Regions from separate parts of the Mus musculus genome. Here regions 2, 3 and 4 are each linked to region 1. Evidence: chromatin contacts called from public promoter capture Hi-C data. All regions are on one chromosome and are shown on one strand. Each heading gives the region's core, a stretch centred on a gene start, on an enhancer-like site or on the middle of the called end of the contact. The rest is flanking DNA. Distances are from core to core; before and after follow the strand shown.

What was found. Promoter capture Hi-C pulls out the DNA fragments that hold promoters and counts their contacts.
Region 2: a promoter capture Hi-C map of liver shows a contact between it and region 1, with 2.9 times the contacts expected there. The contact joins the promoter of Tnfrsf23 here to the promoter of Ins2 in region 1. A contact is called at or near these places in 3 of 39 promoter capture datasets (hippocampal neurons, liver and stem cell-derived epiblast-like cells).
Region 3: a contact with region 1 is called in a promoter capture Hi-C map of hippocampal neurons, with 2.5 times the contacts expected there. The contact joins the promoter of Cd151 here to the promoter of Ins2 in region 1. A contact is called at or near these places in 3 of 39 promoter capture datasets (frontonasal cranial neural crest, hippocampal neurons and pre-B cells).
Region 4: a promoter capture Hi-C map of liver shows a contact between it and region 1, with 3 times the contacts expected there. The contact joins the promoter of Fadd here to the promoter of Ins2 in region 1. A contact is called at or near these places in 4 of 39 promoter capture datasets (hippocampal neurons, liver and stem cell-derived epiblast-like cells).

Annotation. Positions count from the first base shown.
Region 1 is chr7:142,675,649-142,682,770 of GRCm38.p6, reverse strand. Ins2 (insulin II) reads left to right here and starts at 3,045. Exons shown (of 3, transcript NM_001185083.2): 1 at 3,045-3,109; 2 at 3,224-3,424; 3 at 3,913-4,115. The coding sequence starts at 3,238. The coding sequence ends at 4,058.
Region 2 is chr7:143,682,007-143,689,036 of GRCm38.p6, reverse strand. It overlaps Tnfrsf23 (tumor necrosis factor receptor superfamily, member 23), which reads left to right and starts at 3,162. Exons shown (of 6, transcript NM_024290.4): 1 at 3,162-3,255. The coding sequence starts at 3,181. Osbpl5 (oxysterol binding protein-like 5) reads left to right here. Exons shown (of 22, transcript NM_001199227.1): 22 at 1-275.
Region 3 is chr7:141,461,410-141,469,098 of GRCm38.p6, reverse strand. Cd151 (CD151 antigen) reads right to left here and starts at 1,737. Exons shown (of 8, transcript NM_001111049.1): 1 at 1,633-1,737; 2 at 553-680. It overlaps Cracr2b (calcium release activated channel regulator 2B), which reads right to left. Exons shown (of 10, transcript NM_001025103.2): 2 at 5,527-5,715; 3 at 5,338-5,449; 4 at 4,806-4,968; 5 at 4,257-4,403; 6 at 4,070-4,160; 7 at 3,743-3,835; 8 at 3,414-3,580; 9 at 3,262-3,333; 10 at 2,497-3,053. The coding sequence starts at 5,688. The coding sequence ends at 2,876. Gm10575 (predicted gene 10575) reads left to right here and starts at 1,328. Exons shown (of 2, transcript NR_152219.1): 1 at 1,328-2,217; 2 at 6,836-7,618.
Region 4 is chr7:144,580,248-144,587,366 of GRCm38.p6, reverse strand. It overlaps Fadd (Fas (TNFRSF6)-associated via death domain), which reads left to right and starts at 4,926. Exons shown (of 2, transcript NM_010175.6): 1 at 4,926-5,263; 2 at 6,507-7,119. The coding sequence starts at 4,978. The coding sequence ends at 6,838.

The DNA of each region.
Region 1 (7,122 bases), core at 1,796-4,295:
ATATAGATATAAAAGAAGAAAAGCCGAGACTTCATACAAGTCTATGAGCTTTCCTTAGGCCATGGGGACCTTCGGCTATAACGTCTAGTGAGATGATAGTGGAGGCTTCTGGCCCAGGGATACTCTAGAGAAATCCTCCTTCCCAATGGGACACATGTATAGTGTTTGTGTATTGCTGCGATCCTGGGAAGTTCTCATGCCTCACTGAGGCCTTAGAACAGGTTGTGAAGCTACTAAAGAACCTGAGATGGGTGGAAGCATCCTAAGGACAGTGTAGAAGGACCTTAGGCCTCAGAAACTCTTAGCAAATCCTTGATCCCCACCATGACCTGGAGGAGAGCCCGAACCATTTTAAAACTTGAGCAAGGTCTTCAACCCCATGTGACCCTGAGGGAGACTGGCCTTTTCTGAGACCCAAGGGAAGTCCTTAACACCACTGAAATGTCAAGGCTTTAGGTGCTTAGGGCTCTGGGGAAGTCCATGAATCATGAGATACTAGTGAGAGCCATGAACCTTGCTGAGTGCCCAGAGAAGGTATGGACATCATTAAGAATCTGGGACCATGGGACAGAGAATAAGATCCTCTAAAAACCCAGAGAACACAGGGGACTGTGCTGAGACCCTTCTCAAAGCAGTACACCACACTGAGATCTCTGGTTCTCTGTTCCTTTGAGACTTTGGGAGATAGTGTGGACCCCACAGCAACCATGGGAGAGGTCTTAGGGTTAACTGAGCCCCTGGTGTGATGGCTTGAGTGTGAGACTTCCCCAATAGACTTGTATGTTTGAACACTTGGTCTCTAACATGTGGTGCTGTTCTGGGAGATTGTGAAACCTTTTATACATGGGGCCTAGCTGATTGATACATAAAGGGCCATAAGAGTGAGGGTTAGGGTTATAGGCCAGCCAGCCCTGTTTCCGGTCTGACTCTGATTCCTGGCCAGCATCTCTGCAAGCTTCTGCTTCCACAGACAGACCAACTTCAGCCACCATGACTTCTGTTCCATGATGGACCATGAGCTGAAATAAAACCTCTCCTTCCCAAAGTTGCTTCTTTGGGGAGATTCGTTCACAGGGATTTGAAAGGCACTAAGTAAGACAGAAAGAGTTAAGTCCTTTTAAGATCTTGGGAAATCAGTGAGGCCCATTGAGGTCCTATAGAGGGTCCTAAGATCCCTTGAGATCCACAGGAATGCCATGACTTTGGATGAGAGCCAGGGAGGCAGTGTGAACCCTGCTGAGTTCCCAAGCAGACTGGGTTTCACTAACATCTGGAGAAAACCTAAGTCCCTTTAGTACCCTGGGGAAACTGTAAGAGTTTGAAAGAGTGGTGATATGGCAGGACCATGATGAGACTCTGAGGAAGATTGTAAGCTCCAAAAGTGCCTAGAGAAGGTCTTAACCCCACTGAGAAACTGAAGCTGTCTCTGGGAGCCCTTGCCTTCAAGGGTACCCTAAAACCTCAAAGAGACTCTGGGAAAGGCATCTGTTCAGCTGAGACTCTAGGGAGAGCCCAGAGCCACAGTGAAACTCTCATGGGGGAGAGAAATGGGGAGGTGGCGTTGCTGCTGAGCCACGTGAAGCCTTAAGCCGCAGGGAGACCCTGAAAATAGACTGTAAGCAACCTTGGGGTGGGGTAAGCCTGTTGCAGCGTTAGTGTATCCATGAACTCCTTTAAGATACAAGCTATGTGTCATTCCTCATGGAGACGCCGGAGAGTCTTGAGCTTACATGATGGTCCTGCGGAGGCCTTAAAGTCCTGTGGGGATGCTCAGGGTTGTCCCTGTGTGTCACTGAGACCTCCGAAAGAATTTAAATATCACAGAAAAAAAAAACATAAAGAAGACCTTAAGCCTTTTTAAGTTCCCAAGGAGAGCCAGAAGTGGTGGTATATAGCTCAACTTGGGAGACTGAGGCAAAAAGACTGACTGAGTTTAAGACCAGCCTAGCTACACCACAAAGCTCCTTTCTCAAAAGAAAAAGCTCCCAAGGAGGTTGGATCCCCAGTGAGACCCTCAGCAAGGCCCTCTGGCCTCACTATGGTCCTGAGGACACCCCTCCACACTGCCCTGATCTTCTTACCCCATCCTGCCTGAGCTCTTCACCTGCTCTCCTCTTGCATTCAAATATCTTCTGCTACAGTAGGTCCACTGGAGTCTCCCAGGTACCCAGAGTGTGAATGTCTGCAGCACTTTCTGGGGGACAAGGAGCAGAGAGCAAGGGACCCACAATTCGGGTCTAGTGTCTGTAAAGCCTTGCGGAGGGTAGAGTTCTAGTTCACACAAGGCACCAAGTGTTTTTGCTGGTTGCCTAGGAAACAGGACAGTGCCAAATCAGGAACAGAAAGAGTCAAGGAACCCCCAACCACTCCAAGCGGAGGCTGAGAAAGGTTTTGTAGCTGGAATAGAGCATGCACTAACAGATGGAGACAGCTGGCTTTGAGCTCTGAAGCAAGTATTACATATGGAGACTTGCTGGCCTTCAGGTGCTTATCTTGTTATTGGATACTGCAGGAGGATGTACCACAGGGCTTCAGCTCAGCTGACCCCCAAGTGGGATATGGAAAGAGAGATAGAGGAGGAGGGACCATTAAGTGCCTTGCTGCCTGAATTCTGCTTTCCTTCTACCTCTGAGAGAGAGCTGGGGACTCGGCTGAGTTAAGAACCCAGCTATCAATTGGAACTGTGAAACAGTCCAAGGGACAAAGATACTAGGTCCCCAACTGCAACTTCCTGGGGAATGATGTGGAAAAATGCTCAGCCAAGGACAAAGAAAGCATCACCCACTCTGGAACAATGTCCCCTGCTGTGAACTGGTTCATCAGGCCATCAGGGCCCCTTGTTAAGACTCTAATTACCCTAGGACTAAGTAGAGGTGTTGACGTCCAATGAGCGCTTTCTGCAGACCTAGCACCAGGGAAGTGTTTGGAAACTGCAGCTTCAGCCCCTCTGGCCATCTGCTGACCTACCCCACCTGGAGCCCTTAATGGGTCAAACAGCAAAGTCCAGGGGGCAGAGAGGAGGTGCTTTGGTCTATAAAGGTAGTGGGGACCCAGTAACCACCAGCCCTAAGTGATCCGCTACAATCAAAAACCATCAGCAAGCAGGAAGGTACTCTTCTCAGTGGGCCTGGCTCCCCAGCTAAGACCTCAGGGACTTGAGGTAGGATATAGCCTCCTCTCTTACGTGAAACTTTTGCTATCCTCAACCCAGCCTATCTTCCAGGTTATTGTTTCAACATGGCCCTGTGGATGCGCTTCCTGCCCCTGCTGGCCCTGCTCTTCCTCTGGGAGTCCCACCCCACCCAGGCTTTTGTCAAGCAGCACCTTTGTGGTTCCCACCTGGTGGAGGCTCTCTACCTGGTGTGTGGGGAGCGTGGCTTCTTCTACACACCCATGTCCCGCCGTGAAGTGGAGGACCCACAAGGTGAGTTCTGCCACTGAATTCTGTCCCCAGTGCTAACTACCCTGGTTTTCTTCACACTTGGGACATTGTAAATTGTGTCCTAGGTGTGGAGGGTCTCGGGATAACCAGGGAGTGGGGACACGTTTCTGGGGGAAGCTAGACATATGTAAACATGGCAGCTGCCAGGAATGAGTAAGAATCCTGCCTTAAGGGGTCCTTGGTGGTAGTAACTTGGGACATGTGACTAGATCCCAGGATAGGTACCTATTTAGGGCCCTCATAGAGCACTGCACTGACTGAAGATGAGTAGGCTTTAGAGGCCCATGTGTCCATCCATGACCAGTGACTTGTCCCACAGGCATGCAACCCCTGCCACCTGCAGGGGTTAAGGGGCGAGAAAACCTGGGGTAGTAGGAGGTTGCTCAGCTACTCCTGACTGGATTTTCCTATGTGTCTTTGCTTCTGTGCTGCTGATGCCCTGGCCTGCTCTGACACAACCTCCCTGGCAGTGGCACAACTGGAGCTGGGTGGAGGCCCGGGAGCAGGTGACCTTCAGACCTTGGCACTGGAGGTGGCCCAGCAGAAGCGTGGCATTGTAGATCAGTGCTGCACCAGCATCTGCTCCCTCTACCAGCTGGAGAACTACTGCAACTAGACCCACCACTACCCAGCCTACCCCTCTGCAATGAATAAAACCTTTGAATGAGCACAAGTTGTGTGTGTATGTGCATGTGCATATGTGGGACCAGGAGACATGAGTGGGGCTGGTAGGGTAGCCACAGCTTAATCTATCTATCTGCCTAGCCACAATAGCCCCTAAAAGATCTACCCAAGACTTCTTTGGTTCCCTCTGCATCCCCAGTTTTCTCCTGGCTCCCTGGGCACCTCCCACAGGTACCTGTTAGACCAAACCTGGAACATAGACAGTTCCTTTCCCCAAGATAACCAATACCGTCAGGTAGCCCATAACCCCCACCCTGAGTTGTCCGGGAGGATCATGACCCCCACCCCTGATGCTTCTAGCTGGATAGAGAAGAGCTAGAGGTCTTTGGAAGGCATGGGTGATGGCAGCTAGGAGCTGATAATTTATTGCTCTATAGCCTTGGATCCTCAAGGGCCCCAGAGAACTTTTATAAGAAAGAGGACCAAAATATTCCAACAACAGTTCCCATCTAGCCTTCCTGAGTTCTTTTTCCATAGCTATTTTAGAAGGACTCCCTGAATGGGTAGAAAGAGAGGCTTGGGACCTTGAGCTGGAAGGCCATGGAAGGCATTTTCAAAGAGATTATCCCAGCTCTGGGAGGACAGAGAATAGCCCCAGCTGCTCTCAGACTATCCAAGTGACTCTTAGTGCTCAGAAGAAGACAGGCATCCCACATGGGTAGGATGACGTACTGAAGGGATCCCATAAGCCCTGGGCATGAGCCAGAACTCCACTTCTCAAAAATGACCAGTTGTGAGTTCTAAGCAAGGTGGCCATGAGGAAGACCTAGGGTTGGGGCCTCCTACCACTTCTCAGCCCCTCCTTCCAGCTAGATAGGTTCCTTGAACCTAACTGCTTGGTAGTCCCCTAGAAATATTCTCAGTTCTAAAGAAAAGCCACAAAACAGCTAGATCTTTGGGAAATCTCAACAGAGTGCCTCTCTTTCACACTCTGAGCCCAGTTGGGTGCCACCTGTCCGGCAGATGAGAGCTTAGGGGCCTAGGGTGATCCTGGTTGCCACAAGGGCTGGCCAACCTGCCTGCCACCCAAGCCAAACCCATCTGTTCCTCAAAGCTCCACCCAGAACCAGGGTGGCAAGTCTCTGAACTAGACATAGGCCTCCTTGCTGGTACTTGTTGGCTGGGAAGCCTCCTCCAGCAGTGCTAAGAACCCTTCCTGGTCACCCCCTCTCTGTGACAATACCACAGCCCCACCTAGAGAAATGTCACAAGGCCATAGCCAGCCATCCCCCTGAAAAAGGAAGGCCAGAAATGAACATAATGGATGAGTGGATGGATAGACACTGGACCCAAAAGAAGAAAGAAGGAGGAGCCTGGGGTCATTCTATGGAACTCCCCAGGGTCTTGGGTAGGGTAGCAGATAGGGTACCCTACTGTTCAAGTGCCACAAACTTTCTGGAGGGCATATGAGTCACGGGTAAAGGGAACAAAAATCTTTGGGTCCTTGGGCCTTGTGGGGCGAGTCAAGCTTTTCAGGAAATGTGGTGGACTAGTGCTATGGGGTTCTAGAAACAGAAATATGGTCCAGATATCCAGATTCCTATCTATGGCTTCACTCCTGCAGCCTTTGACTCCGACCTCAAGGGAGAGGCAGGTTGCCCCAGAACCAACCTGTGCAGGCTGAGGCACATGCCCCATGCCTTCCTGAGGCATTCTGAAACTCTAGTTTAGAGCTCTACTTCCTACTGGCCTTGAGGAGAGGAAGCAGAATACTAGAGATGGACATGTGCTGTCTCTCAATCCCTCCAAGAGTGGACAAGAAGAAGCCACTCAAACTGAACCAGTGCCCAGGGAGCAGAGGTCAAACCGGATTCAGTCTTTGATCAGCATCACCCTGGGTGCTAACCCCAGACATCCCAGCAGAGGACTTCAGATGTTCCTTTAAGCCCTAGGTCACCCCATGTAGGTCAGTCCTTGACCTGGCTCAGGCACTCCTGCTGACCTTGCTGAGGCCCTTCAGCGCAGCCCTGCAGCACAGGAGCTCCCCTTGTCCATGGGGTCTGCAGTGATAACCATGTTTACCCAGCTAGCTGTGTTGTTGCTTTGGTATTTGAGATTTAGCTGTGTCTTATGGGGACCTCATTGCCTCTGCCTACCATCTGGAAGGCCAGGGTATTACTAAGGATAGCCAATATACCTCTTGCCTGGATTGATGAAGCAGTTCAGCTCCATATATATGGGATGGAGAGACTCATACTAATACTACACATGGGGAGATTGAGGCCTGGAGCCAGGGAAGCCACTCTTCTGCTATGCTCAGTGCTATGCTACTCACAGTATAGATTACCCAACACCTAATATGGTCTTCCAATGTAGCTGCCTAGAGGTTGGCTCCCCTAGATTACATTGTCTCCGGGTCCAAATGAGCTGACACCTCAGCCTAGCCCCAGGGACCTTATTTGCTTTCTTACATTATCAATAAATATTTACTGTACTCATGTTCTCTCAGGCTGAACAGGCCCTGAGTGATATGAGAGGTAGGGTCAGGGATGCTGAGGTCCATTTTTTACCCTTTGAGATCCTTATACCCAGCAAGGTTCTGAACCAAGGAGTAGGAACCAGATAGCTCTTAAGTCAACCCACCCAGAAAAGTTGTCACTAGGCAGCCTCAAGCACTAGTTGGTGGCTTTCTAGCCTAGATGTGAATGATGGAGACCCCTGAGGAGCCTTCCCACAAACTCAGATTGGGTGTCCCTCCGTGCAGATAACTACTGTTTTGGAGTAGACATTTGAAATCTAGATACCATAGCCAGAAATGGTTAGTCATGGAAGCGTCCAGCAGAGGTCACCAAAACCTTGCTTTTGAAGTACTACAACAAGTCTGAAGGGCTGGCTTATCATAGTAGATCCTTCTAGAGGCTGCATAGTGTCTCCCTTTGCTCCTCTGCAGTCACAGGAACAAAGAAGCTTCCCAAGACGCTGACTGCTCTAAATTGTGGAGAGTATGAGGTTTGGGAAGGAAAGACTGGATGTGCACCTTTGGGGTTTAGGTTTCC
Region 2 (7,030 bases), core at 1,913-4,412, 1.0 Mb before region 1:
CAATATCTGAGGCAGCTATGTGCAGTGAGCAGCCTCTGCATCCAGCCCCTGATCCTATGTGGATGACGCTCTTCGTGTGCGTGTGTGTGTGTGTGCGTGTGTATGTATGTGAGCACCTATGCGTACTCACATTTGGAGCCTTAATACTTAGTTGGTGCCATCTCCATTGTATCTGATCCTTTCATTTTCCAAGTTTTGTATCCATTTGTCTCTGTCCTTCCCCAATCCTGGGGGTATGTCTGCTCCATGCCTTGAAATAAATGGAAATACATGTATTTCTCTTTTGGGGGAATCCTTGGGAACAAGAGGAACTTCTGGGGAGATGGAAACGCGGTGTAATATGGCTGTCTTAAGCTGGAGGTGCCAAGTGAGGGGTTCAGAAGGTGGGTGCAGGTTCACAGTGTTGAGTGAGAAGATAACCCACCTGGAGCCATTGGGAACTGGAGTCCCATCAGTCAGCCAGTGAGCAACTGTGGCATGGGAGGGATGTGGCCTGCCAGGGCATTCCAGGCAGCTTGCTTACTTGTCAGCCTCCTATAGCCAACACAGCCTTGCTGAAATGCTTAATGCTCTGTATTCTGACATAGCTCTGAGGCATCCAGAATATCCCTTGGCATCTGACAACACACCCCACACCACCTCAAAGGGAAGCTGTAGCGCCCCTCCCCAACAACCCATAGAAGATAACAGAGACCAGAGGGAATGAAGGTGGCCAAACAACACCCATGAGAGGGGACCCCAAGAATGCCTCCCTACCTCAGATGCCAGGAGAGGGTGAAGTAAAGAAGAGCCAAGTGGCTGTGCATCTACCTACCCCAGGAGTTCTCTGGAGGACCCTGCTCCTGGAGCCTCCATGAAGCAGCCAGTCACCCTGGAGCATGGATGTCTGCAAGTAGCCATTTTCTACCTCAGACATCTCTGTTTCCAGTATAGACAGGAAGCTCTGAACTCCTCACCTTCTCTCCTGCACCCTGGCCCCCATGCAGAACTAGGTCCTGTCCCTCACAACACCATCATACATCTGGACATTTGGAATGTCCTCATGAATTCTCTTTTTAACAGTTCCAAGGTCCTTTGCAGACCTCTGTTACTTTCTTGCACACTAACCTAAAGGACGTGGCTATATCTCTCCTTTTTCATTGCACTGCAGAAAGAGCAGAGAGGGAAAAAACCCCAGAATCCTCACATATTCCCAAGCAGCAAGCTACCCAGAAGCAACCTGAAAGTATCCCAAGAAAGGGTATGATATATACATATTACAATAGATAATACATCTATTCTAGGGGTGAGAAGATTCTCCTGGTATTGAATGAGTCCAACTCTTCCATTGTGGGCACCCTTCATCTCTGCAGGAAGACCATCAAGGGTCACTGGGCTCATGAGAATGTCACCCAACTGCTTTGAACCATTAGGGGCTTCCTGGAACAGTATGACATCCCACTATCCCACCTTAAAGAGCAAGGGTAGAGATGGCTGGAGAGATGACACAGCCAATAAGAGGATATGCTGTTCTTGCAGAGAACACCAGTTTGATCTCCAGACTCATATCAGGCAGATTACAGCCATGTGTATCTCCAGCTATTGGAGATATGTCACCTCGAGCCTCTGGAGGCACCTGTGCGCATGGACACGCACGCGCGCGCACACACACACACACACACACACACACACATGCACACACACACATTTTAAAATAAATGTTTTAAAGGAGCAAAGGGCAGAGGGCAGAGAAGGACCTGGAGCACAAATATCTAGCCCAGGGTAGACAGGCCTCTTCCTTTCACCTCCCCTCCACCTACAGTGTGGGACAAGGCAGATCTGTAAACTGTATGCAGAAAAGGAAAGCCACTAGCCTCCCCCTGCTCCCGAGCTACTCAGAGACTGGTGGGACAACAGCATCCACAAGTGCACAGTCCTCTCCTCTTCCCTTCCTCTACTTTCCCTCTGCTTCCCAAGGGTGAGGGACAGTTCAGCGTGTTGAACTAACCAAACTTTCTAAACACTTGTTTGTGTTTTGATTTGGTTTACTCCTGAGCAGACACCAGCCTGAGGGAAGACAAGAAATAGAAGAGCATCAGGCTGGCCAAGGAATTGGCCCCTCCCACTCCCCAGCCTAGGTGAGGGCAGATGGGCACAGGCTCCACTCCCTGGCCCTAGGGAGAGAGGCAAGAGATGAATTAAAGAGTACCAGGTGCCTGGAGCCAGGCTCCTCTTCTTTGGGGCAGCCATTGAAATCCAGGTCTCTGAGTCCTCCCTCATTTTAAAGAGGAAGTGGCATTTGGAAGGGAGATGGATGGGGCTGGTAGTGGGCCACTTTTTCGAATACCTGGAGGGGGCGGGTGGAACAGATGAACCAACCCAAGTTCCCTAGAGAAATAAGCATTCTACTTCCTGTGTTAGACTAGTAGACTTGGCTTAAATGTCCTGTGTCCCATGAGCTTGGATTGGCACACACAGTGGAGCTAAACACAGTGAAAGGAAGAAGAGGTGAGGGACTCACAGTCCAGGGATGTTCATACAGCCCTCCTCCCCCGACACACCCCCCCCAACCCCAGCACTGGAAGAGTGCCTACGAGTCCTGGATATTTTGAGGTCCTCAGAGTCAGCGAGTCCCACACAGCCCCTCAGACTCTGACAGTGAAGCCTTCAGCTGCTGCTCCAGACCATTGACCAGTGAACACTCACAGGAAAGCTACAGGGATAGAGTTACTTCAAACTTCCCCATGTTGAGCTAAGACAGTGTGTGTTGTAGCTTATCTTCCTCTTTTTGTTTGTTGCTTTTGAGAAGGTTTACAGTCTGCTGCAGTCTGACTTTTATAACGATTCCAGCTCTAGTTCATGCCTCTCCCTCCACTCAGGTCCAGGAAAATTTTTAATTAACTTATAATAAAGAGCAGTATACTGTAATGGAAAACAAACGAAGGCAGAGAATTCGACTTTAGCTTGCTGCTTATAACAAATATGATTCTGTTAATAACGTCACAGGCATTTAAAATTACTGTATTTATAGAAAACTAGATATTACTGAGCACTGATGGTGGTGGGAAGGCAAGAGTGGTGGCGCTGGACCCGCCCACGAGATTAGGCAACCATACAGAAACCAATCCGCTGACAAGAGGCGTGGCCACCAGCTTGAAATAGAGCTCCTCCAGCTGAGTGACACCATGCTAGCTCACAGCCATGGTTACCTTCAGCCACGTCTCCAGTCTGAGTCACTGGTTCCTCTTGCTGCTGCTGCTGAATCTGTTCTTGCCGGTGAGTAGATATGGCCCTGCGGAGCTGAGATTCGCGCTGGGCACCGGATCCCCGGGCTGCAGAGGAAAGCTACTGCGGGCGGTGAATTGGCTCTTCCGCCAGGGTCAGCCTTGGCACCGCCAACCAACTCCTCAGAACTTCGTCCAGAGTTAAGTGGTCCAGAGTTGGGGAATTGTGGAGGTGAAGCAGAGGCAGGGGAATGGCCAAGCGGGTAGCCAGAGAAAGTGTGTCCGGTTGGTCCCTGAGCTCCCGGACAAGACGGACACGCCTCTCCTCGCTTTCTCATCTGAAAGCGGTCCTTCCGAAGGTGACTCGGGAAAGTGCCATTGCGGACTGCAGTGGCCCGCGCGACTGTGCGCCTTGGGTGGGTCCGGCCCGGCTCGTCTTGGGGTGTAGTACTAACTACTACAAAAGGATCTGTGTGGAAGGCCTGGCTATGCCTTTCCTGGGCCTTTCGGGTCTCTGCTAAGTTCGTCCCGAGATCGCTTCTTGTCTCTTTAATCTTAAACTGCAGTTAAACCTAAGTTAGTGGGCAGCCTGATCTACATAAGGAGTCTCAGAACAGCCAGAACTACACACAGAAAGGCTGAAAACCAAAACAAACTAACGGAAAAAAAAAACCCAAAAAAACCAAACAAATAAAAAAAAAAACCAAAACCAACCAAACAACCAAACAAAAAACCTAGACAATCCTGTAAATGACATTTTAGTTACAGCCAACTTAATTTTATGTCAATTTTCTCTCATAAGAGTCTTCAAACCCAAAAATAGGCAGAAAAAGGTTTATGTTTTATAACCTGTAAGGATATCCATTTTCTAACACATTCAGATCTTTAGTTATAACAACAACAACAACAACAAAATAACCCTTAGATTGTTCTAAGATAGTATCTGAGCAGTCAGAGACCACTTACATGTAATCAGCATTTCTTTAAACCATCTAGGAGCTGGTTAATAGTAATTCTTTGCTAGCTGCTGGTGAGCAGCTTTCACAGAAATGGACCTAGAGGGCATCCAGCTTCCCTGGGAATCTCCTGGGCAAGGGGCCAGAGGATATGCAACTCAGAGGTGACTTCAAAGTTCCCAGCACTTTGAGGGACTTCGAACATATTTCACAGGCAGGTTTCACATGGGATGGCCCTTGACCCTGAAATCTCTTCCCATCCCTATTAGGGCTCTGGGGCTCCATGCCTGCCCAGGCACCGCCTGAAAAGTGGTGCATTTTGTCGTCCAGAAATCCCCAGAAACAATCTAGACAATATTAGGCTGTTTTTGTTTTTGTTGTTGTTTTAAGGTTGTTGTAAAGAAAAAATGGTGATCGTCTCAAATAATGCCACAAAAAGAAGGTACTCCAAAGAAAGACTGAGGGTGAGCTGGGCGGGGTAGTGCACGCCCTTAATTCTAGCAATTGAGAGACGAGGTAGACATGTTTGTGAATTTGGGTTTAGTCTGATCTTTATAGTGAGTTCTAGAACAGCCAGACTGTGTATGAGACACTGTCCTGTAAAAGTCAAAAATAAAAATAAAAGACTGAAGATAACATCTCTTTCAAGAATATTTTTTAAAAAGACTATCCTCAAAGAATATTGAAATTTTAAAAAATAGGGTATGTGTGTAGATTTTTGGTCTTTTGAGACAGGATTTCTCTGTGTAGCTCTGACTGTCCTGGAATTTGCTCTGTAGACCAGGCTGGCCTTGAACTCAGAGGTCTGCCTGCTGGAATTAAAGACATGGGCTGTGAAGATATCCTACTAAATCCACTGTCTAACCTGTGGTCATGTCCTTCCTAAGTGTAAGTACAGGTGAAGCAGGCCATCTCCAAGGGGTAAAATAGTATTGCCTTCAGGGCAGTGATGAAGTGTCAGCTTCAACATATAATAATGGTGACGATGAATCAAGATGAAGGTATTGAACCTAGGAACCCTAAAAAGAAGACTCCTGCCTGGCGAGTTAAGGGCAGAATTCCTGACAAAATAAATGGGCAGAGAATACCAGAAAGATAGAGATAGATAGATAGATAGATAGATAGATAGATAGATACATAGATACATAGATATATAGATACATAGATACGTAGATACATAGATACATAGATATAGATAGATAGACAGACACAGACAGACAGACGGACAGAAGACAGATACATACATACATACACACACACACAAACACACGGACAGAGAGAGAGAGAGAGAGAGAGAGAGAGAGAGAGAGATCCTATCTATGAACCAGGAAAATCCTGTGGCCAAGGAATTTCTCCTGAAGGCTGGACAACACTGGCTAGCTATGAGATCAGAACACAGTGGTAAGGATGAATGATGATGGCTCCCACAAATGTATAGATGGGCCCTAAGGGTTGATGCTGTGGAGAATTTTTTTCCAGAGTGTGTACCATAAAAATGCAAATATAAAGAAGTGAGCCTCAGTGCTCATTTTTTTTGTAAAGAGCTCAAGTGACTAGAGTAGTAAGTATATTAATATCTCCATTTAACAGATGAGAAAAGTGAGACATGGGGATGGTAAATAGTGAATATCCTATTAATCCATAGACTCTGTTAGCTTGTGTGATATCATGGCTCCACACATGTTCTTTCAATCCCCTATAAATGATCAATGATCACTACATCAAACTTTGGGGTTTTTTATGGTTTGTTTTTTGTTTTTTTGTTTTGTTGTCTTTGTTATTTGCCTCTGTTTCATGTAGCATGTATCAGTATCTGGGGTGCATTAAGTAATGGCTACTCTTGTAGAGTAACAAGGCTCAGTTCCAAGCACCCACACATGTTTGTAATTCTAGTCCCAGGAATCTGCTGCCTTCTTCTGGCCTCCTCAATCACTGCACACACATGGTATATATGCATTCAAGCAGGCACACACTCATAAACACAAATATAAATCTTTAAAGTCATCTGTTGCAGAACTAGAAATATAGCACATTAGCAATTAATTAGTGCCTAGTGTGAGCCCTGGGTTTAATCCTCAGTACTACAATAAAATAAAGTAAAACCAGTTATTTACTTACAATTACTTGAGGCTTTGAGTAATGAAAGACCAAACAAAATTAGATTTTACTTATTTGTTGATTTATTCATTTATTTTAGTATTTGATTTTGTTTATTTGTTTAAGTGTTTCCTAAAGGGTTGTTAAGTATGTCACTTGTCTGCAATTCCTGAGGCCAGAGAGGACATCAGATTCTCATGAACTGGAGTTACAGGTGACTGTGAGCCTCTTGCATGGTTGCTGGGAACCAAACTCTGGCCTTCTGCAAGAACAGAATATGTTTGGGTTTTTTTTTGGGGGGGGGGTCTTGTTGTTTTAAGACAAGCTCTGACTATCCTGGAACTCAGGAGATTCACCTTTCTTTGCCTCCGGAGTGCTTGGATAAAGATATGTACCGCTCTGCCTGGACGACATATGCTCTTACCTGCTATCTCTCCAGCCCAAGAAACACATCTAAAGCTTTGGTGTACTTAGAGAAATAGTATGTGAAGGAGGTAAATTAAAAGAAAAAACAGGGGCTGGAGAGATGGCTCAGAGGTTCAGAGCATTGACTGCTCTTCCTGAGGTCCTGAGTTCAATTCCCAGCAACCACATGGTGGCTCACAACCATCGATGCCCTCTTCTGGTGTGTCTGAGGACAGCTACAGTGTACTCACATACATAAAAAAAAAACAATTCTTCAAAAAAAAAAAGAAAAGAAAGAAAGGAAGGAAGGAAGGAAGGAAGGAAGGAAGGAAGGAAGAAAGAAAGAAAGAAGACAAGAAAGAAGGAAGG
Region 3 (7,689 bases), core at 488-2,987, 1.2 Mb after region 1:
GGAACCTTATGAGTCACTTCCTGAACTAACCTCCTCACAGCCAGACACATGGTGGGTTATCATGGAGGACCCCCCAACATCTGCTGACTCACTCCTGCTGGCAACAGGGGGGGAAGCACCAGCAGACCTTCAGGGTACATTCCTGTTGATCGGCACCCCCAAGCATTCCCTGAGTCCCACAATCAGGCTGCTAGGTACTTACCACTCATACCCGTTCCCAGATATGGCAGAGAGCTCAGGCCACCCTAAGGGACAGTTTGTGAGGACTCTGAGCTGACTCTACTACCAGCCAGGGCAGAGACAATAAGATGCCGGTAGGTGGAGCCTGTACAACCAGCTCTCCTCCCGACTGTAGGGGGAGGTCCCAGTTCCACATATGTGAATGTGCCACTCCTCCAGGAGTCCCCTAGTCACACCCTGCCCTAGACACACTATTGTCTGACTGAGGACAGTGTACAGACCTCGGCTGACGCAGGTCAGATTCCCAGACACACACCTAAGCAGAACTGTTAGCCAGGGGCCTTGAGGCTCTGCCCAGGCACCAGCTCTCACCTCTCAAGTCAGGACCAGCAGGTACAGGTCAAAAGTCACTCTCTGCCCTTCACCTAGCAGGTGGGATCTTGCCACTCCAACTACAGAAGCTTAAGCAGTGGTCAAAATGGTTCTCAGAGCCACCAGATCTGCAAGGAAGCATAACAGGCAGGCCTGCTGTTTTCTACTGGACGGCGGCAGGCCAAAGAACATGGCTGACCTGCCTGATCTAGGGAGGGACCAAATGCCTTCTCCAAGTGCCCCACCTTCCAGTCCCATCCATCACAGTCCCTCCCCCACCAAACAGCAGCGACCGCAAACTGAAGGAGGATGCATCGACTGTCCATTTTGGAAAGTGGGAGAGATTTCAGAGCTCTATTTGGAGATGGGACCCAAAAATGCATGCTGCCTCACTGAAAGCGGGCAATGACATAAAGAAGCCTGGCCACAATGCAAACCCCCGGGGCCAGGCTCTAAAAGCCCAGAATCTATGGGCTTTTAGACACATCCATCAACCTAAGCCAAGAGACAATCAGCAGACTGGATGTAAATTCTCTGTGAAAGTGCCGGTGTGAGAGCCTGGACCAGCCAGAAATAGCTCCTGCGGCCTGGACACAACCGCCCTACACTTAGCTCCTGGACCTGTCCTGGGCCTTCGGCACCCGCCCCACCGACCCGATTAAACACTGAAGTGGGCTGGGCGAGGAATCCCCGCGTCACAGAGATGAAGTCACCACCGCCCCTGCCGCCCTCCCCCGCCCCGTGCCAGTGGGCGGACCTGCGGTCTCAGGGGAGGGAACCGGTGTCCAGGGACAATGAATAGGGTGGTCAGACTTTTAAATTTCTGGGTTTCTGCACGAAAGAGACCGTCAGGCCTGCTCAAGAACCACAGAAGCTCTCTCCCTCACCCCTCCCCCTCCGGCCTTCTAACTGCCCGGCCCCGGCGTCGATCTTCCGGAAAGGAGTCTGCAACCCTGTCCTACCTCAGGCTCTGCCTCCTGGGCGTCCCTGAGGCCAGCTTGGAGACTAGGAACACCAGTGAGCGAGGAACTCAGGACACTGCTCCCCACACCCTCCGGCTATGCTTCACGGAGCACTCACCAACCACGCTTTGAAATACCAGCCCCGGCAGCCACGGTAGGAGCGATCACTCGGAGTACAGAGAACGCTCGGCCCGGGGCCTGCGAGGACACGCCCTGCGCGCGACCCCGCCCCGGGCGCAGCCCCGCCCACGGCCGGCCTGGGCAGGCAAGTCCTAACTGGTTTGGTGCTAAGGCGCGCGCCAGAGAGACCTGTGGGTCTGTAAAGTTAGTTTAAAGGTGCCCCGTTTGTCATCAAAAGCCCCAACTCGCCCAGAGACAGAGGAGCTAGACCAGAGGTAGAACCCAGGTGGGGAGCGAAGAGGTGGGGAAGGTGGCACCTAGCCCACCAGAGGTCCAGAACTGAGGTCAAGACCAGTTTCTCTAGTCTAAGCCGGGAGAACCACTCTAAAGCTGCAGGTTCTAGCGGCTGAAGAAATGCTAGAGGGGAAACTCCAGATACAGTGTGGAGGGTGCCAGAAGATTCCATAGAGACATGAGGGCCCTGCGAGAGGTGCCCAGTGTGGGTGGCATATGGTCTGGCTAGGAACTGTGCCAAAGGATGATGGATAAAGGACCTGGACCAGAAAGCTAGCTGACCACGGAGGTGAGGAGCGGGACCTTCCACGTGTGGACTAGCGTGGGAGCGGACACCTGTTGAAACCTGAGTCCTGGGAGCTTCAGCTGGGAGGAATGGGTGAGGGCTTGGTGAATATCCAGAATCACAGAACACACACAAGCACACAGGAACCCCCAGCTGCAGGAACGAAGGGGTTAATGTGCACCTGTAAACCCCTCCATGTCACCTTGTGCCATGGATACCAAGCATGAACCACAAATGCACCGTGGCTCCCAAACACACAAGAGCCAAGGAGTACACAGTATACAATGGCCTTTATTGGTCCTTCAGACAAAGATTAAGGAAGACAGGATAGCCGGGCGTGGTGGCACACGCGCCTTTAATCCCAGCACTCGGGAGGCAGAGGCAGGCGGATTTCTGAGTTCGAGGACAGCCTGGTCTACAGAATGAGTTCCAGGACAGCCAGGGCTACACAGAGAAACCCTGTCTCGAAACCCCCCCCCCCAAAAAAAAGGAAGACAGGATAAAGACTGAAGGACTGAAGGCCTTGACTACTCTGAGGTTAGCTCCTTCAGGCATGGGATGCCTTCTGGGTAGAGCCACACACTTAGCAAGTATCCGCCACCAAGACCAGTCCCTCCTAGGGGCAGTCCTCTGGATAGGGAAGTGAGTCACTCGGGGCTGGTCATCGGGCACTAGGAAGATGGCCAGAGCCTCGTCTGGGGGGCCGAGCCCAGCCACAGCAGCAGCAGCAGTAGATGGGTCCGGGCTTGTGGGCAATAGCTAGAGCCTTCCTGTGGCTACTGCCCAGCAGCTTGGTCTCACAGGCATCTCTCTCATCTCGAAGCCTCAGATTCAGCTCCCTAGAAAAGAGAGGTAGGAGACCGAGGAGGCTAAGATCTAGAGGAAAAAGTGCATGGGGGAGATGCCTTCCCTGAGTCAAGAGGACTACAGAGCCAGCCGCATGAAGGCTATAGGGCAGACATAAGGACTTCCAGCAACATGGGTAGGAGCCAATACTATCTGGAAACTTGAAACCACTTCCCATTAGCCCAGGCAGGCCTGACCCACCTCAGCAGCTCCAGCTGCCTTAGGAGGCTGAGTTTCTCTTTCTGCATATTCCTGGAGACAGCAACCACATCTCTGTGGACAGGAAGGCTGTGATCCAGATGTGGGTTGGGGGGACAGACCCTTCTACCCTCACCACAGGCACTTCACCACACCTTTGGGTTTGCTCCTGCCGACCCTGTGCTTCGCCCTCCAGTCGACTGAGCTGCTCTTGGGCCTGGTCCAGCTGTGCCCGTATGGCCTCATAGGCCCTCTGCAGCTGGATGTGCTGGGCCTGTGCCTCTAGCTGTTCTGCAGCCCGGGCCTGCAGCTGCTGTTCCAGCTGGGGAATGGTGGAATGCTGGTTGGCATGCCACACCCCTCTGGTCCCAAGCTGACCCCTCACCCCTGTGGCTCCTGGTTGAGGACCCCAAGGCACAGATAAACCCGCCCGCCCCCCCCCCCCCCCATGCGAGGACACCAACTTGAACTCAATACGGCTTACCTCCCGCTGCCTCAGGCCTGCGCGCTCCAACTCCTGCTCACGGGTCTGCAGCTCCAGCTCCAGGTGGCCCCTCTGTTCCTCCCGGGGTAGGTTCTGGGATGTACAGCCGCGCTAGAGCCTTCGTTCCGGGCTCAAAGGAGGCAGGCAAGGGTGGGTAGCGAAGGGGTGGAGAGTGCGGGAAGGGGCACTTGCTGAGGCAGAGCAGAGTTCCCTGGACTTGGGGCAGCTTGGACTCCCAGAGGTGAGTCCTCTGGGGAGGAACCAATTCGGGGAAGGCGGAGCCAGAGAGGCGAGCAGCAAGGCTGGGCGAGGCGTGCGCGGGCCCACCTGGCTCTGCCTGCGGTGTCGCTGCTCCCCGAGCTGCTGCTCCAGTTCTTCATACAGTCCGCGCACCTCCCTCTCGTGTTCACTCTCCCGCCTTCGAGGAACCGGGATATCATAGACATGATCATTTCCGAGCCAAGTCTCTGCCCCCTCCGTGAGTCCCCAGACCCCAGGCTAGGCCAGCCCTCACCGTCGCAGCGCTTGCTCAAGACCTTCGCGTTCCCGGGCCGCCGCCTCCAGGCAGGCCGATGCGCGCATCAGAACTTCCTCTAGAGAGCCCAACAGCTCAGGTCGCTCGCGCTGCAGCCCGACCCAGAGGGTTCTCACAGCCCATTGCCTGGAGGATGCGATCAGAGACGGGAGCTGGTGGGTGAGGGTTTATCTCCCCATTGCGGACAGTGAAACAAACCCATGGAGAACCCAGCAGCCCAGAACTACACCCCTCGCTTGGTGCTCTTATGCTTCCTTGGCCTCTGCAAGTGTAAGGTGCCCTGTATACCAAGTGCTGGGCCAGTGCGTGCCTAAGGTGTCTGGTGGCACCCCGCCCCGCAGAGCTAAGGCTTCCTGAAATGCAAATTCCGAGGAAAATCACGCCAGGCCACTCTCCCAGACAACCACAACAGACAAGGGATGGACTGACAGGACCTAGGGGTTCTGTAACAACAGACAGGTGGGCAAGGTGGACAGACTGTGAAAAGAAGAGGAAACATTCTCAAAAAGAGAGTGGGGTTCAACTCACTCGCCCAGGACCCGGGCCACTCCTAGCTTCTCCAAGGAAGTGTAGAATGTCTCAACATCCTCCTCCTCCTCCTCCAGAGAGCCCCCTGTGCCCGACTCAAAGGTTTCCTCAGAAGTCCTCAAGGGGGACCCACCTGGGGCCGACTCCACCCCCACAAACTTCCCTGCAGACATGGGAGGAGAGAATATCAGGGTTGTGGGTTAGCACCCTGGACCTACCCAACTCCCTCCAGCCACATACAACATATCCTGCCCACTCTCAGGGCCCAGTTTCCTGTTTTTCTTCCTTGTTCTGGTTCTATTGGCCTGGGAATGGGAAATGACAGCCAGCTCCCCCGCCCCACCTTGGTTGGCAGAGAAGGGATTGGGGGAGGGCAGCCCATCCACTGTAGAGTAGCTGTGGGAGGTACAGCTCAGAATGCGCCTGTTTGTAGATACCAGAATGGCTAGGAAGTTGTGAATGAAAGGCACAGGCTTTCATAAGGTCTCAGGGCACCCTGAAGAGGGTCTCCAGGTGACTGGGACCTGCTCACCCAGGCCTAGACAGAACTCCCGGGCTGTGAGGAAGCCAGTGTGGGCCTGGTCCAGACTTTCAAATACAGCCTCCAGCTGTTCAGGCGTAAGTGGAAGATCACTCTGCAGACCCTGACCAGGCAAGAAGGACCACGGTGAGCAGCAAAGGTCGGCCTTGGGTCTAGCAACCTCTTGGATCTGGGGCTCACCTGCAGATCCTGACGAGTGATGAAGCCCTTGGCATCCTTGTCGCATAGTAGGAAGAGTTCCTGGGCCTGCTGCAGCACCTCTACTCCATGCCTTGCCGAGACCCCTGTTGTCTCCTCTCCCTCCTGGCCCTCCCCAGATCCAGGCAGCCCAGGGCTGGCCATAGGAGCGAGCCTTGGCTCTTGGAGGTGCTGTGAAGCAAAGGAAAGCTCAGCTGAGACAGGGACGCTCCAGGGTCACTGCGATGGCATGAAGCAGACCCAGTACCAGAGCTGCTTCTCAGGAAGTAGAGATTCTGGGAAAGGCTGAATCCCAGGAAGAAGCCAGTGCAAGAAAGGGAAGTGAGCTGGGTATGGTGGCACACATATTTAATATTTAATATTTAATCCCAGCACTCGGGAGGCAGAGGTAGGCAGATCTCTGTCTGTGAGTTTGGGGCCAGGCCGGTCTACATAGCAAGTTCCAAGACATCCGGAGCTACATAGAGAGATTCTACCTCAAAACAAAAAAAGAAAGTGTGACCAGGCGTTAGTGGTGCATGCCTTTAGTCCCAACACTCAGGAGACAGAGGCAGGTGGGTCTCTGTGAGTTTTAAGGCCAGTCAGGTCTACAAAGTGGGTTCCAGGACAGTCAGGGCCATATAGTGAGACCCTGTCTCCAAAAAAAAAAAAAAAAAAAAAGTGTGACCTTACTCCAACAGTAAAAGCTCTTGGCAGCCAGCAGAGATTCTGTAGTGAACAGAGAGTAGAGTCTGCCACATCCTGGACTTGGGAGATCCCAAGCTAGGACTGCCTAAGGTTGAGAGCTAAACCACTTCTGACCAAGACCAAGTCCTTAGCCTCAGGCCTGAGCCTGTGATACCCTGGACTTCTGACAGCTGGCAAGCAAGCTGCGAGTAAACTCCATCAGTCCCTCCCACCTGCCACTCAGGCAGGCCTTAAGGGTGCAGGTGCAAGGTCCCAGGCTTGGGCACTGGACAGCTTTTAAGAAACACCCCCACATCTTGGTTTAACACAGTCTCTGCAGCTTTCTCCTCCCCTGGGGCCTCCCCTCTCACCTCCTGGAATGGACATCCCACCTCTAATTAGAGCCACCTGTCAGTCCCACAGTGTATTAACCCCACATTTCCCAAAGCTACAACTCGGTGACACTGACCGATTCCTATCTCACTTTTCAGTCTTTGAGGTCATCTTCCCCCTACCCATATTCGGGGGGTGGGAGGAGGAACAACAAGCAAACGTGAGGAAGAGCATGGTAGGGCAACCTGGAGTAATCATTGGCACCCCTGATGGCTACCCTCACTTCAACCAGGCACGGTCACCACCCCACCAACCGCTCCAGTGTTCCTCGGGACCGGAGGTCCATCCTGGCCGGAAGCCGCGCTGCCGCCAGGCTCCAGGGAGTCCAGACGAAAGGCAGCGGGTGGGCCCACAGGCAAATCTCATCCACGCACGTCTGGGCTAGCTGCCTTCACCCGAGGAACACAGCCGTTCCAGACAGAGATGCGTGCGATGGCTGCTCTACACAGCGCTCGGAAGGTGCGACCACTGGAGCTAGGGGCCCGGGGTTGGGGGTGGGGAAGCCCAGAGGGCGCGGCGCTGGGACCCCAGTCGCGGGACCTGCGAGCAAATAAATGCCTACCTGCGAGCCGCGCCGCCGCACCTGCCGCAGGCGGGCCGCTCCTCCCGGAAACGCGCGCGGCGCGCCCCGCCCCTGCCTGGACCCCGATAGCCCGCGAGGGGCGCGTACCCAGAGCGACCTTGCGGCCTTACAGGCCCGGAGACCCCGGGATAGCACGTCCGGGTGGATCCTCCACCAGAGCGCTGCTGTAGTTTTGTCCCGCCTCTCTTATCCTGGTGACCCGACCCAGAGTGGCTAGCTCTCCCCGGAGAGCCACAGGGGGCAGCAAAGTTGTATCCCTCACTCCCACCATCTCCCCAGCTCCCCCCAAGACCCTTTTAGAACAAAATCAAGGCTGGGGAGGTGCAGATGCCAACCCCCACCCCGCCCGGAGTATCCAGACTTAGGGTGCCAAGAAGTGTTGTGTAGGAAAATGCGGAGCAGGAAATAAACCAAATACTTTCAGTGGCTGTATCCAGGGCTGTGGACACTAGACTTTCTTTTCTTTACTTTCCCAATTTAGAGTCTTCTAAGTTTTAATACTA
Region 4 (7,119 bases), core at 3,677-6,176, 1.9 Mb before region 1:
GGCAGGTGGATCTCTGGAGTTCAGGAGTTCAGGCCATCGAGAGCTACATAGTGAGACCCTGTCTCAAAAAAGAAAAACCTGTTTAAGCCCTGGAACATTTCCTTCTCGTCTATAGGATCCAGACAGGACATCAGCACAGTTAGCATTGCAGGGTCCCTCTTTTGAAGCCCGCTAGGGTACAGAGTAAGGGTCTAGAGCTGCACTACATGCATGATGTCTCAGACCCCTTACTAGCTCTGGACAGAGGTCTCCTAACAGAGCCTCCTCCCCACTCTGCAGAACTGACATAGCATTTGCAGGGACAGAGTGAACATATCCCCTCCCCCTAGATGGCACTACTGAGGGTGTCATGTGTTGACTCAGAAGACAAACCCCACAACCATATCATCCCACAAGGAGGTAAGATGCCAACAGCTTAATGAACACGGGTGAGGCTGTCTCGAGTAACTGCACTGGGTACAAGCAGTGAGAGCCCAGAAGGAGGTAGAGCGAACAGGAAGAGCATGTGCAAAGGCCCTGAGGTGGCCCTAAGGTGCCTAATAAGTTCTGAGATGAGAGAGGCAAGGGGGTAGCAAGATAACGAGGAGGACAGAAGACCAGTACTGACCCAGGCAGAGCTCTCCGGCTTCATGGAGACTGGACATGATAGCCTGGACTTTAGGAAGAGGAGGATATAGCACATCAGTGGAGTTTGGTTAACACTAGGGATTAATGCCATGGCTGAGGGGGAAAATAATGAATGGGACCAAATAGAAGGTTGCAGGCAGGCATACAATAAGCCTAGCATGAGGTGAATGGAGAATGGTTAATATGGCTCAGGACCTGGTGACAAAAAACAACCCCAGACAGCCAGGGGTGTTATTTTAAATAAGAATTTAGAGGCTTAGAGAGGGCTACATTCACCCAGCAAGCTGGCTGGAAAACCATCTCTTCAAACTACAACTTCCTACTTAGGCTTGAACATTTCTACCATTGCAGGGACTTCATGGGTGGAGCGAGGTAGGGAAGGCCCTAGGTCTGCAACTTCTGTGGGGTTTTTTTTTAAGATTTTCTTTTATTTTTAATTGCATGTAAATGCTGTGGTTAATCTCGGGTTCCCAGGAAGAGCAGCAAGTGATCCTAACCATGGAACCATCTCTCTGGCCCCAAGTTCTCCAAGTCATACTAGGTGCATAATGAGTCTTGTCAGACCACAGGGACAGTTTTTGTGGCCTGATACTTCCAAAAGTGGGGCCTGTCCTGGTTATAAGGCAGCTCCAGTTGATCTACACCACTGGTTCACATCTTACTTGCTTCTAAAATTTCCTAAATAAAAGTCCTGGAAATCTGCATTTAAATGTTCAGATTTGTCCAGGCCTGACGGTTCATGCCGGTAATCCCAGCACTCAGGGGAGACATGCAGAACACTATGGCTCCTCCGAAGCCTTTATCCCTTCATGTCCCATACTCAGCAGCCTCTTCACTGACCACCGTGCTGACTCCAAGCCAAGACAGGCACTGCTGGCCTCTTTCTGTTGGTGGCTGCCGCCCTCTGCTGGCAACCCTGGGATCTGTACCCAGAGAGCATAAACCAAATCCTTGGTGCAAATGATGCTGCTAACAGGAGCCTAAAGTTTCAGGTCTGAAGGGGACTCTGTAGACTGAGTTCCAGGTTGGTCCAGACACGCCAAGTCCCCAAAATCCAAGGCAGAACTGCAGTGCCAGCCTTGACTTTGGGCCCTTCCTCTTCAGGGCTCTTTAGTTGTTGAGTGTACAGGCCCAGATGGGTCTTCTGAGGCATGCCAGGCAGATCTTCCAACCTGGGGCCTTATCTTCACTACATCTACAAAATCTTTTTCACTCAGCAGGCCTTCATGGCCTCCATCCAGGGGCCAGGGCTAAGCCTGGGTGTCACAGGTTGAGAATTAAGATACGGGTGTCTAAGATGAGGCTTCTACAACGCTGCCCATCCCTGCAGCGGAGGTTCCACGTTCCCTGATGGACATGGCAGGGGCATACCTTTAATCCCAGCATTCCAGAGACAGAGGCAAGGGGATCTCTGTGAGTCCAAGCCATCTAGAGGTACATAGTGAGACCCAGCCTCAAACAAACAAACACAACAATAACAACAACCTCTGCAAGGAAAGGCAAGGGATGGCAGAGCTGAGGAAAGCTCCCACCTAGCATTAGTGGAGCAACAACACTCAAGAAAAGACAAACTTGGAGACAGACAACCCTAGAGAGGAAGGCAAGAGTTCTAACCATCATCAGCACAAACAAGGGTGAGTTTACCTCCATGAAACCAGTAAGGGATGTTCAAGCTCTCCCTCCTTCCCTCCTTGTTTCTCTCCTCCCTCTCTCCCTTTGTTCTTTGTCTTCCTTCTTTCCTCTTCCTCCCATCCTGACTCCTATCCACCCCCTTTCTTTCTCTTCCTTTCTTTACCTTTTTGTTTGTGTTTGGTTTTGTTTTAGACAGGGTTTCTCAGCCTGGGCTGACCTAGAACTCATTCTGCAGACCAGACTGGCCTCGAACTCAGACTTCCATCTGCCTCTGCCTCCTGAATGCTAGGATTAAAGGCGTGAACCGCCACAGCTGGCTCTCTTCCTTCCTTTTGGTGTCTGTTGGGATGGCCTCCGGCTCATCTTGGTTCAGGGACTTTCAGTGCTCCTCCCTCATGAAGAACTTCTTTCTGGAAACCTTGTTCTCCCTGCTGTAGGAGCAGCCAACGTGGAGTATGGTGGCATGACTAGGAATTGCATATGCTCTGGGCATTTCACAGCTGTGAGGTGGGAACCTGGCTCTGTAGCACCCTGCTTCTGTATGTCCTCTTCTCTTCTGGACAAGGATGGTGGAGGCCATTCTTGAGAGGCGTGTTCTGGTCACCGCCACCAGAGAGGCTTTTTCCCCTTTATTAGCACAATGGAAAGAAAAATACATGCACCTGATTTTATCAAAATTATGAACTTTTAAATTGCAGGATCTTATGAACAGACTGGAAAAGTAGTGCACATGATGTGGAGGTGTTTACAGAACACACATCTAACAAGAGATTGACATCCAGAACAAAAATAAACTGGACCTGGTGGTGCACACCTGGGAGGTGGAGGCAGGGGGATCAGAAGCTTAAGGGTCATCCTGAGCTACATGGTGTGAAGGGGAGTAGTTCTGGAGCAGCCTGAACTACATGAGATCTTGTCTCAAAAGAAACTACCATAGAGGAAAAACTATAGACTCAACAACTATAGGCTCTCCAGGGAACCCCCAGACTTTCAAGATTGGATTCTGACTATTGAGGTTTCCAGCTTCTGGGATTGAATCTCCTCTGCATTTACAGGATACATACACTCAGCCCCCTCAAGTAAGCCAGTCCAGTAAATTCACTTCTGTTGGTCTGCTCCCCTAAAGAGCCCTCCCCCAACCTAGTAAAAATGTGTTCGTGTGTGTGTGTGTGTGTGTGTGTGTGTGTGTGTGTGTGTGTGTGAGAGAGAGAGAGAGAGAGAGAGAGAGAGAGAGAGAGAGAGAGAGAGAGAGACTGTAGTGCCCAGCAGAGACCAGCAGAGGGCCCCTGATTCCCCTGTCTGTAGTTACAGACAGTTGTAAGCAGTCCTGCATAGTTGTTTGCAACCAGACCCAGATCCTCTGGAAGAGTAACAAACGCTCTTAACCTCGAGCCACCTTTCCAGCCCCATTTGTCATTCTATACAGCCTCAGCTGTCTGTCTGGGCTACAGCGTGAGACCCTGTCTCAAAAATCAACCAAAGCACTGAACTTTAAATGGGTGAATTATAAGTCAATCTAAAAAAATATAAGTCAACCCTGCTGGGTATGCTGTGCATAACTGCGCCCCACTAACCTGGAGCTCAGCCATTCAGCTAGAGTGCCTGGCCACTGAGCACCAGGAATCCATCTGTCTCTGCCAAAGTTGGGGTTTCAGATGGGCACCTCCTTGTTCGTCTTTTTATGTGGACACCAGGATCTGAGCATGGGTCCTCAAGCTTGGGCAACAGGCACTTTTTAACTCATGAGCAGTACTTGGGTGTGGCTGTGGAATCAGTGTATTGTTAACGAAAGCTCAAAGCAGGGCAGTTAGTGTCTCTACAACCTCCGGCACACATCAACTTTTTCTGATGACAATATTCCAAATCCTCTCTTCTACTCATTTTAATATACATATTATTGGCCTGGGGGAATGGATTGGCGGTTAAGAGCACTGTGTTGCTCTCACGGAGAACCTGGATCCACACAAGAGTTCACATCCAAACGGAACTCTAGTCCTAGGGGTATCCATGCCCTTTCCTGTCCTCCGTGGGCACTTGAAGACCTGTAGGAGCACTAAACCACCTACAAATGCTCATACATATACCAAGGAATATTTAATGGTTTTTATATGTACGAGTATTTTGTCAGCATACCACAAGTGTGCTTGCCAGAAGAGGATGTCAAAGCCCCTGGAACTGGAATTACAGATGGTTGTAAGCCATCATGTGAGTGCTGGGAATTGAATTCGTGAAGGTCCTCTGTAAGAATTGCCAGTGCTCTTAACCCCTGAACTGTCTCTCCAGCCCATAAGTAACTCCATCCATCTCTCTCTCTCTCTCTCTCTCTCTCTCTCTCTCTCTCTCTCTCTCTCTCTCTCTTTCCTTCTTTCCGGTGATAGAACATGATCTGGCAGCCGTAGGCATCTGCAGCTGCTCTTCCAGCCCCCCCCCACACAGTAGGGCTGCGCAGCTCCTCAGAGCCCCAAGAGGATCCACGTTACACTTCTGGTGAACAAGATCTGTTCTGCCTCGGGGTGAGAAACGCGCGCGTAAGCTGAAGTCAACGCAGCTCAGCTGTCAAAGCTACTACAACAGCGGATGCCAGCCCGGGCGGAAGCGGTTACAGCCACATCCGAAGCGCATGCGTCTGATTTGGACATCCCGCGAGACGCTGGGCGGGAAAGCCTAAGGTGATTTCCTATGTGGGATCGCTGAGGGGCAGCCCGGCGTACCACTGCCATGGACCCATTCCTGGTGCTGCTGCACTCGCTGTCCGGCAGCCTGTCGGGCAACGATCTGATGGAGCTCAAGTTCTTGTGCCGCGAGCGCGTGAGCAAACGAAAGCTGGAGCGCGTGCAGAGTGGCCTGGACCTGTTCACGGTGCTGCTGGAGCAGAACGACCTGGAGCGCGGGCACACCGGGCTGCTGCGCGAGTTGCTGGCCTCGCTGCGCCGACACGATCTACTGCAGCGCCTGGACGACTTCGAGGCGGGGACGGCGACCGCTGCGCCCCCGGGGGAGGCAGGTGGGCAGGGGGCGGGGAATGGGCGGGGAGGCCTGGCCTCAGTGCACCCTCCACTGGCTCCGACTGGGATGGACTCTAGGGCACGCCCACTTTTTTCAACCGCTTGAGCCGGAAGCTGGGAGGTCTTGTTTCTTACTGGCAGTGCCAAGGTTGAACCCAAGGGTTCGTGCCACTTGCCCAACCCCAGTATTAACTCGCCTCAGACCTGCAGTGCTTCGTTGGAAAACTCAGCTAAGAAGTGAATGTGACTAAGGCATCTTAACCCCAGTGAGGGTAGCGTTGAAGAGTGGGCAGAGGTCACGTGTGCCGGCTGCTCGGCACCATTTCCGTAGTGGGAGTGCCTGTGTCCAAGACTGCCCTTCCTGGCCAAGGAAAGATTGCGCGGCGGCTGTGCTCTCTGGTCCAGAGTGCAGTGTCTGGTTATCGGCAGTTACTTCTGTTTTGCGTAGAGAGGAGGCGCTATGCCTCCCCATAACGCACAGTGGATAGCAGCCACAGCTGAGCAACACCAGGCTGGCCTTGGGATGTAGATACAGATTAAGCATATATTAGACACTTGATCACTTGTGACAAATACTCGAGAAGCCATTTAAAGGGGCAAAGGTTTATTTAGTTCCTGGTTGGTTGTCACCGTTGCTCTTTGTCTACAGTGACACAGAACATCAAAGCAGCTGGAGGGCCTGTGGAGTAAAGCTTCCCACTGCCGGTGTGTGCAAGATCCACACGAAAATGGATTGTGTATTCACATCTCCAAGGCATTCCAATGTTTGTTATTGTTACAGGAATCCAGTAAAGGGTCTTCAGCCACTGCCCAGGGCTCCCTACAGAGATTACACCTTGCCTGTGTCTAAGCAGGGGCTCCAGAGTAGCACAGAGACAGATCTTTTGTGGTGTCTGGTCAAACCAGCAAAGGTCACAGTGTAAGATGTAGCTTTGGGGACTTTGGCCAACCCACTATTGAGCGGGGTGTTAGGGCAGCCCTGCTTTTTCCCTCTGACACTCCAGTCCTCAGTTGACAGTCTTCTAAGCCATAGCTCGCTGTGGCCCAGGCTGAGAATGTGGCTGGGCAGATCAGGCCACTTTGGGTATCTTGAAGTAGCTCCTGTGCTACTTAGTGTCAGCACAGGACCTGAGTGGCTTTGAAGTGATGTTGTCTTCGAAGTGCTCAGGCCCATGCTTGGTGGCCGGTAGGGAGACTTGCCCCAGCTCCTCAGTCAAGTCACACTGCTCTTTTCCCTCCTAGATCTGCAGGTGGCATTTGACATTGTGTGTGACAATGTGGGGAGAGACTGGAAAAGACTGGCCCGCGAGCTGAAGGTGTCTGAGGCCAAGATGGATGGGATTGAGGAGAAGTACCCCCGAAGTCTGAGTGAGCGGGTAAGGGAGAGTCTGAAAGTCTGGAAGAATGCTGAGAAGAAGAACGCCTCGGTGGCCGGACTGGTTAAGGCGCTGCGGACCTGCAGGCTGAATCTGGTGGCTGACCTGGTGGAAGAAGCCCAGGAATCTGTGAGCAAGAGTGAGAATATGTCCCCAGTACTAAGGGATTCAACTGTGTCTTCCTCAGAAACACCCTGACAAGCCTACAGCTCCTCTCAGGAGTCACTGTGGACTTGATCACACCATGATGTAGCACCAAGTGCCTTTTGTGCCCAGTGCCAAAAAGACCTTGCTGATCCAGGGCGGGTCCCCTCCCACCAGCTCCTGGAGTATATCTGTATCTACGGAACCTCTGCTCCCTGGGCTTTCGGAACACATGAAGGTTCCCCGTCGTGTTCTCCACCACTGCTCCTCCCCCCCACCCCCCCAAGAGGTCTCTGGTCTTGCAAGAAGGAAGTTGAAGCTGATGGCACATGTGC